Regions from separate parts of the Zea mays genome. Here region 1 is linked to region 2. The links are chromatin contacts, called in public Hi-C maps. All regions are on one chromosome and are shown on one strand. Each heading gives the region's core, a stretch centred on a gene start, on an enhancer-like site or on the middle of the called end of the contact. The rest is flanking DNA. Distances are from core to core; before and after follow the strand shown.

The links. Hi-C and Micro-C count contacts between places; a contact is called where the count stands out from the background.
Region 1: a Hi-C map of leaf shows a contact between it and region 2, with 8 times the contacts expected there. The contact joins the promoter of LOC103632369 here to the enhancer-like site in region 2. A contact is called at or near these places in 3 of 25 Hi-C or Micro-C datasets (leaf and tassel).

What each region holds. Positions count from the first base shown.
Region 1 is chr7:52,717,840-52,720,539 of Zm-B73-REFERENCE-NAM-5.0, forward strand. It overlaps LOC103632369, which reads right to left and starts at 1,292. Exons shown (of 4, transcript XM_035960916.1): 1 at 981-1,292; 2 at 712-913; 3 at 1-506. The coding sequence starts at 301. It overlaps LOC100284969 (sucrose responsive element binding protein), which reads left to right and starts at 2,689. Exons shown (of 1, transcript NM_001157864.2): 1 at 2,689-2,700.
Region 2 is chr7:52,566,624-52,569,323 of Zm-B73-REFERENCE-NAM-5.0, forward strand. No RefSeq gene overlaps it. Among protein-coding and RNA genes, the nearest start is that of LOC103632369, 150 kb to the right of the region's middle. Within about 2 kb of position 1,423, at least 14 of the 20 cell types and tissues checked have an H3K27ac peak or open chromatin away from gene starts, as enhancers often do. A contact at or near this core is called in leaf, where this site is marked.

The sequences.
Region 1 (2,700 bases), core at 42-2,541, 150 kb after region 2:
AGGTATCTTGTGTATTCTTGTAGTACCTTGACAGCCTACTTTGCTTCCCTGTAGAACAACTTGCAGCTCCACTTGCACTACCAGTTGACTTATCAAAAGGTGAACAACTATCATGTTCCAATGTGGAAAAAGAATCCCTCAATGAATTTCTCATTGCCATATCAATCTGTGCTTCTTCATCAAAAGGAATTCTTGCACTTTGATAACCATGTCTTATTGCACTAACCTCCTTTTCAACAAACAAACGAAGCTTCTTACCACGTGCCCTCCTAATTCTCCCATCCGTTACTTTTTGAGACATTAGGTCCTTCACATGATTTGGCACTTTACGACATGCCTCCACACTCCCTAGTATGTGACCTAGATTCTCTTTTAATCGAGACACCCCCCGCCTTTTTTGGTGGTAAAACAATAAAAGCACTTAAAGCCAGCCCCATGAGGTCCAGGATATGGTTCACCATGGTTCCAAGTCACATCAATTGGTCCATTTAGCTTCACTGGTTTCCCTACATTACCAAACACTATTTTAGCAAATACATTACCAATAGCATTCTACATAAATTTCTAACAAGTAGTATCTCACAAATGGTCACAAATATGTGCAATCGATAGAAATCCATCTGATCATAAATTTGTACGGAAATTCAGTAGTATTCTACAGAAATTTATTTATACCGAGACATGTATATATTAAACAATAAAATCAATTACCATATCGATCAAGCACCACATCAGCACTACTAGAAGATGTGTTGGCATCAGCCATGGTCTTTCCTTTCTATGTGTCAGTAGTAGCACGACGATCAGTAGGATGGTTAACCACGTGCACTTTATCTTCGCTGTCCGAATCCCACAACATCGCAGGAACAGTGCTAGCGCCTCCACCCATCTCGTCGCTGTCCAGCGCTTGGTGCTAGCCGGCAGAACATATCACCAAATGAAATGCATCAAGCTGTACAAGAAATGCAATAGTATTGTACCTGTCTTTTGGAGAGCCGCCACGTGAAGAACTGGTGCACAGCAGGCCAGCAACACATCTGCAGAACTTTCTCGGGCACAGCTCTTCCTTCACACGAGATGGTAGTGCGGGCAGCATGGGAGTCAGAGGGTGGAAGCTCGTGGGCGTCGGACTCTTGAAGAACAGCCACGGGAGAAGCTAGCAGCAAATCTGACGAGCGGTTGTGCTGGGCTGCTGGCGGGATGGAGAAAATCTACAGAGCTGCAGCCTGCCCGTGAAGAAAACTAGAACAACAGAGAAGCCAGTGAAAAAATCTGAACGGCGGCGGCTGGCTAGCAGGTGACGGCTGTAGATGTTTTAGGGTTCCAAATTTATATATGAGTAGTATTTTGGGCTTTTATTCACAGCCAAAATACATACGAACTGGATTGGGCCGGCTGAATTTAAAACAGCCGAAAAATTTGAGCGGTAAGAGAAATAATCGGGCCCTAGCGAGAAATGCGATTTTCGATTTTCTCGAAATTTCTCGCCGAGAAAGTTTTCCCTGGTTCGGATACATTTTTATTTTAGTAAAATGCCATGTTTTATTTTAAATAAAAGTTAGTAAAAGAAAAGTTGGTATGATACTGAAGTGGCTGTAGGACGATGTAAAGGCTCTAAACTAGAGCACTACGATAGATCAGAGCTAACGATAGTTGATAGTATGGCCGGTAGTGTGGTTGATATCTGACGTGGTGGTCGATAAGAATTGGTTGCACTGGAACCAGACTAATGTCTTATATTCGAGTACATATATTAGATGATGGAGGGAGTGTAATTTGTCTATCATAAATATAATAATAATATCTAAATTTGTCATGATGTGGGTTTCAGTGCTACGTATCTATATCGACCGTCACATACTATTACCAACTATCATTAGCCCATACTAGCGCTAAGTGCACGACCTTTATTAATAAAATCATATAATTTATAAAAACAATTAAAAGATAACTTAATTCATGATAATAATATCTAAGTGCAATCTAAGTTATGCTTCATTAAATCATTTTAGAGCTGAGTAGTATGGATTACAGTCTCACGTTGCATACTGACATGCAGAGGCTGGAATAAGTTATTTCCTTTTCAAAAAAAATAGTGCTGCAGTCACTATGTGCGTGTTTGATTCAACTTAAAGGCAAATTCTGGCCGCCAGCTGTTACGGAACTTCAAATGTCTAGTTTTTTAATTTGCTTCTAAAAAAATCCCTTTAGTAAAAATCGTCGTGATAAAAAGAATTTGTCACTTCTCAATTTGAACGCTATAGACTCGTTGTCTCCCTCCGTACGATGCTTAAAATTTTCCTTCAGCCATACTCAGATTTTTTCCATAGCTACATCTTAGCAAAACTCATTAGAAAAAAGCTTAACCGAACAATGCTACTCCCTCCGATTGAAATTAGCAGGCGTTTTAGCTCTATAATTTTATGTCTATATTTATATAGATGATAATAAATTTAGATATATATAGAACATATATATTAACTATTGTATAACTCTACTATTAAAAAGGTAAAGCGAATTTTATTTTGAAACTAAGAAAATATCAAGGTATGAGCCTGACATCGTACAATATTGGATCAGACCGTGCTTAGATCAAACTAAAAAATTATGCTTGGGACCGAGCGGTCATGCCAATACATCTATAGATTGCTCCATCCCTTTATATATTCCCCTCCCCTGCCTCTCCGCAACCTTCACTTG
Region 2 (2,700 bases), core at 173-2,672:
TAAAGTAAAACATGTGATGTCTGGCAACGCCTATTTGCTACAAACATTACAAGGCAAAGATTTGCCTAAGGCTTTGAATGGGCGTTTCCTCAAGCAGTATCATCCCAGTATGTGGCAAAATGCTTAAGAAAACAGATGTAATCACATCGTGTTAAGATGCTTTTGGTTCGCTCAGCTCCACCAAAAGGCAAGGGGGCATATGTTGGAGCCCATTTTGAGTAGGGCGGACGGTCCGGCCCTGAGGCCGGACTATCCGCAGTCCGGGCGGTCCGCGCCTGGGGGCCGGACGGTCCGCGCCTGGGGGCCGGACGGTCCGCGCGTGCGCAGAGCAGTTTAGGGTTCCGAGTTTTGTGCTACGGTTGTTAGCTAGATTCATGGGATTCACTCGGAAATTTGTTTGTAACGGGTCCAGCCCTCCTCCTCTATAAATAGAGAGGTCTACGGCCGATTTGAAACAACGAATAGAACCTTCAATCAATACAATTTACATTTTATCCTAGGAGTAGTTCTAGTCTAGTTTAGGTTTAGCTATCCAATCCCCAAATTCTTTGTCTCTCTTCGGCTCTACGTCGATTAGAGGAGTCTAGGTCGGCCGGCCCGAGTCTAGACACCACCTAGGATCTCTCCTCCCCGACGGGGTCCCTCCCGGGAGCGAGATCTAGGCGCCGCCGGCGACTTCCGCCGCCTCTGCGTACGCGCGGACCGTCCGGCCCCCAGGGCGCGGACCGTCCGGCCGTCAGGCAGAGAAGCCCTAGCCGCGCACCAGGCCGCGGACCGTCCGGCCCCAGGCCGCAGACAGTCCGCCCCTGCGTAGAGAGTACCACCGCGCCTCGCACCAGGCCGCGGACCGTCCAGCCCCGCGCGCGGACCGTCCGCCCCTGTGCAGAGGGCACCGCCACGGTTCTTGTTGAGTGTTTGACGCTCCGGAAAGGCGTCAACAGTATGGCTGAACGGCATATGCAAATATATACTTTCTCTGTTTCTGTTTATACGTTACGTTAGCTTTATTCTAAGTTAAACATTAAGATCCTTAATTAAATAGTTTATTAAATGCATAAAGTTACATAACGAATAAATTATATATATATATATCTTGTAATAATTTAAAATTTTAAATGTTATGATACAAATCTATACAAATATTTTGGAATCAATAATTAAAGACATAGATGTTTGACTTAGAAAAAAACTAATATGGTACTTTATTCTTTTTTTATTTATCGCATTTTAGTTTAAAAATAAAGTAGCCGTGCAATGAATATTTGAGTATGCAGGTAGTATCTCATAAACGGAGGAAGAAAGAGAAGAGAAAGGCAGCGCTCCATCAAGCAGCTATCGGGGTCACTATAGTGCTCACGCATGGCATAACCTCCCTATCAATCGTGGGTGCAACAAGTGGTTGGTGTTTGATGCGACTGGTCAGACCAGTTAGGAGTAGCCGGGCGGTCTCCATCACGGAACAAAAGGAGCATGCATGCATGCATACTCCTATCCGATGATGATGCATATGCTCGGAGAAATGACGCCAATGAGTGGCATGATTGGAGCTAAGCTAAGGGCCTGAATTTAAATCATGTCTGAATTTAAAGCAGCATGAGCCTACTACCAAAAGCGCATGTGCATGTCTGTGTTGCGACTTGCGACCCGCCCGGACCCCGGCAATATATATATTTTGCGAGTGCCGTGTGCGATAATCATTCCTTCCTTCTGGGGATTCGCTATGAACTACGGTTTTGTTGGTTGATTGGTTGGTTGGTGCCACGTTGGCCTTCAATAATTTCCCGTGGCCGCTGGACGAGTACGTGGCCAATGCGTGTTTAGGGCATGTGTGATCCGTATTTTAAGTGTTATCTATTGGAGTAAGTGCAAAAAAAAACTATCTTAATAAAAGAACGTCTCTAACACAGTTCTCTTAGTCTAAAATATAGTTCCAACCTACATAAACAAGCCATATCTTAAGAAATTCTAGTAAAATTATAAGGCTTAAATATATTGGATTGTACGAACGAGTTTCTCAGATATATTCAGTGTTTTAAAGAACTACAACCAGTGTCGGTCCTAATATTTTAGAGGCCCGAGACAAGACTTATATTGGAGGCTCTTTATAATAATAATTATTATTACACATAGGTATAGTATGTATATATTGTAAATAAATCTTTATGTATATCTGAAAACATATTCATATTAAATAAAAAGTAATTAAAATATAGCCTAACATCTTGTAGAAAAATGCCGTATATATATATGTCTAGATAACTCAAAAGAAGGTCACCTCGAACAGTGATTAAATGGATGCACGTTGTTAGATTAGTCAATTAGGTCATGTTAGTTTCGTTTTCACCGTGTAGGGCAGGACGAAAGCGCCGCCGTACCCGATGCTTGTGCACTGGTTATCAAGAGGACAGGGCACAACCGTCTGTCTGCCTGCGACTGTGCGAGGGATAGAGATGAAACGACAAACATCGCTGTCTCACTACACACTGAAAGACTAGACGGCTATGCCTGAGACTACGAAGTCAAGATTAATGGGTTACAATTAATTCTCCTTATTTATTGTTGTTGTGTTGTTGACTTATATTAAGCCTTTAAACATTCTATAGAACCAGCATATAAATCTATATAAAATATGTTATATACTTGTATATATGTACTGATTTTTAGTACCTACGGTGAGGCCCGGTTAATCTGAGGCTTGGT